Regions from separate parts of the Mus musculus genome. Here region 1 is linked to region 2. The links are chromatin contacts, called in public HiChIP or PLAC-seq maps. All regions are on one chromosome and are shown on one strand. The core of a region is the stretch at or near the end of the contact, and the rest is flanking DNA. Distances in the headings are between cores, read along the strand shown. Region 1 holds the start of Bmncr (a long non-coding RNA gene). Region 2 overlaps Atp2b4 (ATPase, Ca++ transporting, plasma membrane 4).

The links. HiChIP or PLAC-seq counts read pairs in DNA pulled down with a chosen protein or histone mark.
Region 1: a contact with region 2 is called in an H3K27ac HiChIP or PLAC-seq map of embryonic stem cells, with 5 read pairs. The contact joins the promoter of Bmncr here to the enhancer-like site in region 2. A contact is called at or near these places in 1 of 15 datasets of contacts at CTCF or cohesin (the NIH/3T3 cell line), 16 of 484 Hi-C or Micro-C datasets (the 3T3-L1 cell line, the HL-1 cell line, the HPC-7 cell line and 11 more) and 5 of 115 datasets of contacts at active chromatin or transcription factors (embryonic stem cells, pancreatic cancer cells and vascular smooth muscle cells).

The regions. Positions count from the first base shown.
Region 1 is chr1:133,974,056-133,979,563 of GRCm38.p6, reverse strand. Bmncr (a long non-coding RNA gene) reads right to left here and starts at 2,283. Exons shown (of 5, transcript XR_878543.2): 1 at 1,970-2,283.
Region 2 is chr1:133,737,920-133,743,368 of GRCm38.p6, reverse strand. Atp2b4 (ATPase, Ca++ transporting, plasma membrane 4) reads left to right here. Exons shown (of 20, transcript NM_213616.4): 2 at 3,258-3,455; 3 at 3,949-4,206; 4 at 4,706-4,831; 5 at 5,251-5,379. Among named protein-coding and RNA genes, the nearest start is that of Atp2b4, 13 kb to the left of the region's middle. Within about 2 kb of position 1,343, at least 37 of the 459 cell types and tissues checked have an H3K27ac peak or open chromatin away from gene starts, as enhancers often do. A contact at or near this core is called in embryonic stem cells and uterus, where this site is marked.

The sequences.
Region 1 (5,508 bases), core at 1,034-3,533, 240 kb before region 2:
CGCCCTGTATCCCAGATCAAGTGCTTGCTACAGGACCATTAATCAATCTCCTTTAAAAACATTTACTAAAGTGTATTTATTAAGTGAGATATTTTTGGAGGGCTTTTAGAAGAAAATGGACTAGAAAGTACAGAGAATTTCCCATATATCCCTTGCCCCTTTATGAACTAACCACACCGGTGCCCTTTTCTTCGCCACATTCACAGTGATTACTCACTGCGCATGCTCTGTGGGCCCAGACAAGTACATCGTGCCTCCCCCCACCCCAGCCTCCATTTTAGCGCCACAAGAGCAGTAGAGTTCATGACGATAAAACAAGGTTGCGTACTTCGCTCTAGGCGTGGGCTAATCCATATTCTGTTCCGGTGCAAAGCCAAGTGTCCTCATTGTAGGGCTCTGACTATACTGTGTGCTCTGGGAAGAAAGAGGTAACTTGGGGTGTTGGGGGGGTGAGTGTTTTCAAGAGCATCAGGGGCACACTGCTGCATCGGGCCCGGATGGCAAGAGATCTGGGGAACAGAAGTACAAAAGGCTTCAGAGACCCACCAGATTGCCACAGAGACTCCGAATTGTTCCCTACTCCGTGCAAGTGTATGCAGGCAGGCCTCTAGCTGCCCTCCGCAAGGGCTCAGAGAGCTTGCATGAGTCACATCCACGTGGCTGCTGAAGGAGGGGGGGGGGGGCAGCCCATGCCCAGACCCGGCCACACTGGCTTGGAGAAATTGTTCCTGAAAGTCCCTGGCAGGGAGCAGGCTGCTGCGAGGTTGTTAACCTGCCATGCAAACCCACCAGTAAACAATCTGCGATGAGAATCCCAGATGCTCATCTATCCTTCCAGGTCTAGGTGGGAGCCAGCTTGGGGGAGCCCCACCTAGGAGCAGAGGCAGAGCTGCAGCTCCCTCAGCCCGCCAGCATCTAGACAGGATGTTTTCTCAGAGTATCAGACAGGCCATGTAACACAAGGAAGAGGAAGCCCGAGGAGTAGGTACCCATAGCTCAAAGACATCACCTCTCACTGGGGGTCTATGTGTGCTGTCTAGACCGAGTAATCCAGCCATATCATGGTGCCAGAGACATGGGTAAGCTGTGTGGTGCACTCATCCGAGCACCTCAGTCAGGTTGGTTACTAGGCAGCGGGGACAGTGAGCTGGGGGGATGCCAAGTGCTTGCTGTAGATACACTTAGGATTTATTGACTTGTGGTGAGGAGTCTTGAGGAGCCAGAGGACAGAAAGGAGCACATCTGGTGACCTGATTTTTTTTTGTTTTCATGCTCTTAGTTAAGGGCTTTGGCTGTACTTGGAGCTGGAGGAAGAGAATGGGAAAACAGGCAGGGGCAGGAGAGGAGGCAGATTCAAGCAGGGAATGCAGAGAGGGATGGGGCTGGCTTGGTCCTGAGAAACCCTCTGCTCCTAGCTTGGGAAGGACTTCAGTGAGGAAGCAAAGCAAGATCACTGGACATACTCAGTAGCATGTTTGTCTAACAAGGACCCAGCATGTGAGCCTATCCATGCAGATTCCCACACAAGCACAGGTAACACTGATAGGCCATCTCCAGGCAGGATGGCAACACTGCTGTCAGCTGTGCAATGAACACCCCAAGACACTGCCATGGACTGCAGGTGGCTTTGTCCCTTTCAAGACTAGAGGGTCCTAAGTTCAAAAGGAATGAATGTATCATAAGCAAATCTAAATCTCAGTTCCAGGTCCCTCACACTTCTACAGTGCACCCTTGCGTCGGATGAACAAGTCAGTCCGAGTTCACCCCACCACTCCTGCTAGGTACCCTGTACCATGTCTCCTTCAGCCAGACAGAGAACACAGTAGACCCTCCCATGGGCTTCTGTGATGTGGCAGGCTTTGCAAGCTCCTTACACAGTAGCAAACACAAAACCCGTGAACAAGAAGTCATTCCTGGTCTTAGTTTCAAAAACCCACCGGACGTTTTCAGAGTTCAGGGCGAGACTTACCATATTATTCAGAAAGCCTTTCCCCGTCTCCTCCATGTCTCTCTTAGGGATAAAATCCAAATTCCTCTCATTTCTTAGGTGGAGCAATTTAGTTCTCTTCATCCTCTACTGCCAAACTTGGCTCCCGAGTTCGCTTAGCTGAGCCAAACCCCACAGGGAGTTCCGAAAACAGCCTCTGTGGCTTGCTGATTAAGTTTCTAGGACAGAGGCCATCTGCCTTCCCTATATTCATCTATTAGAAGCCCTTTATGTCTTTTCCAGGCTGAGTATACACATGCAGATATACCTGTGTCCACAAAAAACACAGAACCCTCTCTGTGCTTTCCCAAACAGGTTAGACAAAAATTTTCCCAGCATCCTCCAGTCTAACCTAAGCCCTCTTCTCCCATACAAACACTAGTCCTTGCCTTCAGAGCTCCCAGCATTCCTCTCACCATGAACTTATTCACCTATTAAGTCAACATTACTAAAAGACTGCCACATGCCTGGTGTTCTTGGAGGTTACAAAGACGATTAGCACTCGGCCCCTGAACCCAAGAATCCAAATCATAGGTAGAGGGTTAGAGAAGTAAGCACACATATGTGGCCTGATGAGATGAGATCGGGGAGCCTGGGAGAGAACATAGAGGCCACATCTAACCACCAGTATTTCACCAGGCAGTGAACAGCACAGTGAGGCTTTACTTAGTAAAGAAAATGATAGAACCCCTAAATTCAGAAGGAATCGCATGGTCAAATAAAGGTGTCTGGGGAGGTGAGACTTAACTGGAGAGTGAGGGGGCATGATAGTAAACGTTGGCAGGGGGGTGGGGACCCATTTACGTTGAAAAATGAGGAAGAATTTGATGCTCATGGTAAAAAAAACATAGAAACTAACATTTCTGGCTTTAAGAGACACAGAGGCAGGTGACATAAAATGAGGCTGGGAAAGCAGGCAGTATTTATTATACACACACATGCACACACACACATACACACACACATACACACACACATGCACACACACACACATACACACACACACACACACACACACACACACACACACACAGGACTAGCACAGTGACATGTAGAGTCGGGGAGGATTTCTGCAAAGTAAAGCCTGCTGTGGCTATCTAGGTTTGAGAGCTTTGGGGTGAAGATGACTCAGACCAGCACATAGCTGGGCCTGGAAGACCTTGTATATCCGGTTGGTTGGTACAGGAGATAGAGCTTAGACATGCAGGCATGTAGCTCAGTTGGTGCAGTGCCTGCCTAACATGTACAAGTCCCTGGGTTTGATCCCCGGCATTGCATGAAACAAGTGTGGTGGAGCACACCTATGACCCTAGTATTTGGGCAGTGAAGGAGGAAGATCATAAACTTGAGGTCATCTCTGGCAAGTTTGAGACCAGCCTGGGATACATGAGGCCCTGCCTTTCAACAACAACAACAACAACAACAACAACAACAACAAAGAAACCCAAACAAAAGGAACATAAGAATAGGCTAGCAGACCCATACTCTTGGGGCTGCCTTAGCCTTATAGAGCCACCACCATGGCCAGCACAGGGCCCTGTGTCAGCGTAGATGGCACTGCATCAGACAGATGTGGCAGCCAATGTGAGCCCCATACGGATGAGGCATGGCACCAGTTACTATTCTCATGCTGTGACAGAGGACATGACAGATGTTAAGGAAGGGCTTATTACGATTTTCAGTCTAAAGGTTCAGCTCACCACCTCGGCAGGGAAGACATGGCGACAGGAGTATGAGGGACCTGACTTCACTACAGCCGCAGCTAGGAAACAGAGATGAATGAATTCCCGAGCTTCCTGGGATTCTTTCATTCAACCCAGGACCCCAGCCTGTGGTCCAGTCAGGGTGGGTCTTCATTCAGGGTGGGTCCTTCCTCCTCAGTGAACCTTTCTAGAAACACTCTCATAGACACACCCACAGGTGTGTTTCCATGGTGTCTCTAAGTCCAACCAAACTGATAATGAAGATAGGCCACCACAGGTTAGCCCATGACGATGAAAAGAAGGGCCAGATGACATCCCGAGTGTTCTTAACTTCGCCTTACCTTGGCATTTTTAACACTTTTATTGATAATTTAGGAATTTCACATCATGTACCCTGACCTTGCTCACCTCCTGGTGTCCCAAATCCATTCTTCTCCCCTGTGGCATCCTGCCACACCCCCTTTAAAAAGGAAGAGAGAAAGAGAGGAAGGAGGAAGAGGAGGAGGAAAAGTAGGAGGAAGAGGAAGAGGAGGAAGAGGGAGAGAAGGAGGAAGAAGATGAAGAGAAGGAGATGAAAACCAAGTTCATTTTGCATTGTCCATGTACCCACTGGGTCATGGTCAAACTTCCAGTGGCCAGCCCCTGAAGAGAAGTTGAGTCCTTCTCCATCTGACCCCCTGCCAGAAGCCATCAACTGTGGAAGCCATATTACAGCATTCCCAACACAATTTTTTAAAGTTCTCCTTGATGGCTTCCTCTCTAGGCTGTCACTTTTGGTAGAGTGGGGTGGAGGTAGGGGTTGTCAGAGAGGCCTTGTATGTTCCTCTCTCCCAGCTATGCATCTTCAGTCATTGATACCGCTACAAGAATAGCTTCCTTGCCCTTCACAGTGAGTGTGAGCACGGGTTCTAGGCTTCCACATGGTTTCCAGCCACAGTACTGACCAAGAATATCCACTTGGTCTCCAGCATCAGCCAGGGACCACTGCCCAGTCTCTGGTGACAGGTATGGCCTGTGGGCCTCCATAGGGTCCTCTGCCAAAGCACAGGTCACTGACCAGGATGTCCCCTGAGAGAAGCACGGAGGTCTTTCAAGGAGGTGCAGTCCAGTAAACAGACCTTTCTTCCTTCATCTCGGCCATCCCTCCTGTCTCTGTTCAGAGACAGGGTAATCGTGTGGCTGGGCACTTGTTCAAGGCTTAGTTTGAGCAAGCTCCAAGCTGTTTCACACCATTCTGCCTACCCTACTGGGTAATGACCGGCACCTCTGTGAACCAAAGCCTTTCTTTCTCACACCTGTCACAGTGGCCGTGTCTTCAATTCCACCTTACACATATTACTTCTCTCTTCTGTCTTTTCTGTCTCTCAGCGCATATCTGTTTGTCGTAGTGGCATCGGAGGCTGCAGTTGTCTCACAGTGAACCTTTCTGCCCAAATTACTTTGTTCATTACAAGGAGTCATTGGCCCGGCTCAAGACCTCTGGCTTCTGTTACATCATCAATATTGAACCCTCACTGAGACTCCTCTCGGATATCCTGGTGATACTCAAAGTCATAGAGATCCTGCCACTCTGGTTCTGTGGGCTGGGCCCCTTCACGTGCTCCAGCAGCACATAGATGGACTTGATGTTGCAGTGGGCCAACTCAGACCCCTGGATCTGTTTCTAGGTGGTAGCTGCATTGGTCAGCCTGGATCTCCACTCTGAAACCCCTATCCTGCCTATCTTGTCATTAGAATGCCAGATGAGGGGCAGGGCCAGCACTCCCACACTCACCCTGCCTAGCAAGAGGACCTGTCTTGGCATTTGAATGACAGATG
Region 2 (5,449 bases), core at 94-2,593:
AGGTCTCGGTGCCCAGCTTCACTCTGAGTAAAAGCCACATCGGGTTTTAAGTAAGTGAGTAACATCTTTGAAAAGATCTTTGTGGGCAGAGGAGGGGGCAGGAGGTGATCATTAGAATATTGAGAACCTGAGGAGCTAGGTGGCCACCCCTACCCTGCATGATGAGGTAGGTTGCTCTGGCAGACTCACCTTGGAAAGGGTGTTAGTCCCTTAAATTGATATTTAGTAGGTTTTTAGAGATGAGGTTCTATAGCACAGGCTGACTGGGAGCTCACCATGTGGTCCAGGCTGGCCATCCTCCTGCTTTAATCTCTCAAATGCTGAGGAAACAGGCCCGAGTCACCACAGCAGGCTCTGGTCTTTACTATCTGACATCCCGGGTGCCCTCGCAATACTTTCCGGCCCTTACCAAAAGGAGGGAAGAAGAGTGGTTCCCTCCCAGTGTGGTGTGTTGTGGATCTTACATCTTTGCGACACAAAATCCCCTCAAACCGATCTGTCCACCCAGAGCTGCAATCCCAAGCTGGCTCAAGCCCTGCTCTATTCGGTCCCCTGGGGCAAAGAATCAGCAAGTCCCGCCTCCTGGCCACCCTGCCCCTGCAAGCCTGGGCACCCAGATGCCCTGCCCAGAACACTCCTCTCCCAGACCCTCCCCTGCCTTTCCCACTGGGAACCTGACTTCCCATGGCAGGGCAGACAGAGGAGGCTGAGGACTGTCTGGAAAAGAGCTCAATGAGTCTTTTCGAGCTTTGAAAGCAGCTTTGCTCCCCGGTGGAGCCCGACTGTCTGCTGAGCTGCAGTGAGGGGTTTACTGCTGGGTTATAGGGCCCTGGGTTATAGTCTCAGGCACCGTGTGCCCAAACGGTTCCCTGTCCCTTGCCTCCTAATGAATGAAAATGGCCTCCAGCCCCACCCTTCACAATATGATCCTAACTATGCCATCCTGGCCGACTTCACCTAGGGCCTGTCTCACACTCCTCTCTCTCAGAGCCAGAAGGTTCTCCACTCCAGCTGCTGCTGATTTATTTTGTGAGTCCCCGGGAGTGGAGGCCACTTCCCACCCTGCAGGCCATATTCCCTGCGAACTTAATTGCCCATTTTCATGGACCTCCCCCCTCCCCAACTTGTTCAGTGGAAAGAGAATGTTCGCCCACACACCGAGCCTGTCTGTTTCCTCGGGGGTTTTGGTTGGGAGGCCTCTGTGTTGAGCGAGTGTGGAGTCCCTGACATCCTGACCTCCACTCTGTCCTTGCTCCTTCCAGGCACACACATTTCCTTGCTTTGTGTGAAGCTCAGTGGAGTATCCCTGCCCCGGATTCTGAGTGTCCTTGGCTGTCGACCTGTTTTCAAGACAAAGAGTGCCCCACCCTACCTGTGGGGGAACCCATTGAATGGGCAGCCAACGGCATCCAGTGCCAAAGCCATCCAGTGCCAAAGCCAAAGCCAAAGCCAAAAAAAAATCTAATTTGTCGCAAATATGTGAACAACTTAATGAATACCAACTTGGATTGACTGCTAGGCGGGCTTTCCCTACCACCTCTGACTCCAGACGAGGGGCCAGGATTCTCAGGAAGCTACTGAGTATAATTCTGCCTCCCCACCCCCATGCTGGGAGAGAAAGGGAGAGGAAGGGAGAGAGAGGTGTTAGGGTTACATGTTCTGTTTTAGTGGGGAAAATGCTGGTCGTCATTAACTGTATAGTATCTAGAAACTTCGTAACCTTGCTTGGCTCTTATTCAGCCTGAGCTGCAATACTTTGTCTAGTTGATACCAAGTACTTAGCCACTGAGTAAAGCAGCTTGCTGGGGGTTGCATGAGAAATGGAAAGGCAGGGATGATACAACTAAGGCTACCTTGCCTTGAGAGTTCTACTTCAGTGATCTACAGCTCCTAGAACTTGGAATGAAGACACACGGGTAGCCTCTGCCTCCACCTGCATGACCAAGAACAGGTAGCTAGTTCTTTCTGGCCCAAGCACGTGTGAGCCGGCATGTTCGGGTCATTGCCAGAATTTGCATACTCCTCTGAGGAAAGAGTCCCTGTGCATCCCAAGAACATTCTTGTGCTTCTGTTCTTAGAGCTAGGGCCTTGGTGTGCACCACAGCCCCCAAGGAACAGATGACATTTACTTAGCCTGGTCGCTAGAAACAAAAGGCCCTGTCCTGAGGCCAGCTTGTCTCCCGTATTCATTTATAAACTTTTAAAGCCCTGAACAAACTGGGCTGGTTGAGCACGTGCTCACTGCTCCGCAGCCCTAGGAATTATAACTGGACATGGGGTCTCTTAGTTTTGTTTGTGTGTTTGTTTGTTTGTTTGTTTAATGTCTTTTACAAACCCCTACACTGGTTTGTAAGTCAGACCACATACAGTGATGTCTTTCAAAGCAGTTAGCCCTAAGGTACCTCTCAGAAGGGCCCTCTGGAAGAAAGTGAGCCTTTTAACCATTTTTACCCATTGTTCAAGTCAACCTATCAAGACAAGCCTCCTTGTCCTCTGCTTCCTGCCTCCTGCCTCCTGCCTCCTGCCTCCTGCCTCCTGCCTCCTGCCTCCTGCCTCCTGCCTCCTGCCTCCTGCCTCCTGCCTCCTGCCTCCTGCCTCCTGCCTCCTGCCTCCTGCCTCCTGCCTCCTGCCTCCTGCCTCCTGCCTCCTGCCTCCTGCCTCCTCTGCCTCCTGCCTCCTGCCTCCTCTGCCTCCTGCCTCCTCTGCCTCCTGCCTCCTCTGCCTCCTGCCTCCTCTGCCTCCTGCCTCCTCTGCCTCCTGCCTCTGCCTCCTCTGCCTCCTGCCTCTGCCTCCTCTGCCTCTGCCTCTGCCTCTGCCAAGGCTAGTTTTCCACCTTTCCCCGTTCTATGCGCCACAAAGCCTCGATGCAGGATCAAGTGTGGGCTGCTCAGGAGTTGTAGTTCTTTTCGGTAAAGATCCATCCACCGTTGCTGACAAGGAACTCCTGCCTTATGCTAGATTCTGGCTTTTACATCTTGGTTTCAACCACGACAGTCTTGCTGGTCGGACACTTAGGAAAACCTGCATCGTGGTGGTAGCACCCACATCAGGCAGCTCGCAAGCACTTGTGACTCCTGCTCCAGGAGACCTGATGCCTTCTTCTGGCCCATGCAGGTGTACACAACATGGAATATACTTTCACAGAGAGACACACAGACAAATAACTAATAAATAGGCCTTTAACTTGACTTCTGATATCACTCTACCCTGTGCCTTCCTCTTTCTGCCTCTCTCTCTCTCTCTTGTCTCCTTTTCAGGTCTATCTGGGAACCCTGCAGATTTGGAGAAGCGTAGACTTGTTTTTGGAAAGAACGTGATACCTCCAAAAAGGCCCAAGACTTTCTTAGAATTAGTGTGGGAAGCCCTGCAGGATGTCACGCTCATCATCCTAGAGATCGCAGCCATCATCTCCCTGGTCCTGTCCTTCTACCGACCTCCGGGTGGAGATAATGAAAGTGAGTGTCTGAGCTGCTGCCCATGGCTGATCTGAGTCCTTTCCACACCACCAACCATATTAAGTACCAGTGGTTTTCAGGTTATAGTACAAAATGTTCTTCTTACCCAGCAGGCTCTACAAAAGAGAGCTAGTAAGCCATTCTCCTAACCGTTCCCCTTCCCCTACCACATCCTTATTCAGAACACCAGCCATCTTGTGTCCTTACCTTTGCTTCTTAGTGTATCCCAACCATAATGATTGGCATTGTGGGAAATAGCAGTGAGCCTGGCTGCACATCCTGTGACTTGCATTGGCATACTTTGTGCTGTTTAGTAGCTAACACAAATTAGACCTAGTAATGATGAGAGATCGCTCCAGCCGACTGATTTCCTTGGAAATCTTCCACTTCAGAGTCTAATTTTCTATTGTTCTCTCTTCGTGACTGTCCACCTTGTGGAGGTTGTGTAAATACCTCCCTCGTTTCAATGATTCTTTCTTCCCTTTCTGGATAGTCTGTGGTCACATTGCAAGTAGCCCAGAAGAAGAGGAGGAAGGAGAAACTGGCTGGATTGAGGGGGCGGCCATTCTCGCCTCGGTGATCATTGTGGTACTCGTGACAGCCTTCAATGACTGGAGCAAAGAGAAGCAGTTCCGGGGGCTGCAGAGTCGCATCGAACTGGAGCAAAAATTCTCCATTATCCGGAATGGTCAGCTTATCCAACTCCCAGTGGCTGAGATTGTGGTGGGAGATATTGCCCAGATCAAATACGGTGAGAGCACCATGTTTCTCTAGCCAACAACATCCCCCTCCCCAGACATCTGAAGAATAGGTCCATTGACATGAGGAGCTGGGAGTTTCTGAAAGCCTCTGCTAACCCGTCAGTGAGAATTTAAGGGGGTTGTGGGAAGAAATTCTGAAGAAAGCCATAGCCAAAACTCGTCCAAGTCAGACTTTTGTCCTGTATGGCTTAGGAGTAAAAATATGGAATATTTAGGCTACAGGAAGGTGTTGATTCAAGATATGTGTGGCACTAAGGATCAAACCCAGGGCCATTGCAGTATAGGTAAGCCCTCTGCCACAGAGTCCCAACGCAGCTCTAGAGTTATATCCTTTTTACCCCTTTATGTGGAGGCTCTTGACATTCTCATGAGACCATAAGGAGAGCATCCCTAAGGTAGAGTGGAGGAGTTGGATGGAGGTCCGTATGACTATCCCCTACCAAGTCTTACCCGTTCTCCCTTATTGTCACCCTTTCCCTTATGCACTAGGTGACCTGCTGCCTGCAGATGGAATTCTAATCCAGGGAAATGATCTGAAGATTGACGAGAGCTCTCTGACAGGAGAATCAGATCATGTCAAGAAGACTCTGGACAAAGACCCCATGTTGCTCTCGGGTATAGTATCTGGTTGCCCAGGTTTTTATCACAGCCTCTAGATAGTAGGGTCAAGGGTTCGGGGATCTCTTCCCTCTATTGGCTCCAAGCTTTCTTCTTCTCTTGGTTTGAGTCAGAGTAGAAACGTGGTTATTCCTGATGCAGGGATGTCAGTAACCTGAAAGACGTTTTTCATTAAGTGTTACAGGAGTTCTGTTGTTTGAGAGGATGGCATAAAGTTAATATGTTAACCTTAACCTCTGTCTCCTTGGCCTGTTTTAAACAGGCTCATCTAGCTTTTTCTTGCTGCCTACTAAATTAATTACAATCCACAGAGAAAAGGGAGCACCATGCTCTTATGTTTGTATTTCCTAACAGATCACAGCTAAGAACATCAGACAGCACTCATCCCTCTCTGCCTTCTCCTTTCCCTTCTGTAGGGACTCACGTGATGGAAGGTTCTGGACGGATGGTAGTGACTGCTGTGGGGGTCAACTCCCAGACTGGAATCATCTTCACCCTCTTAGGAGCTAGTGAGGAAGAAGATGATGATGACAAGAAGAAGAAAGGTAAGGGGCGTGCCGAATGAGATTCTCTCATCCCTGTGACTGAACTAAAGGTCGGAGAGCAGATCCAGAC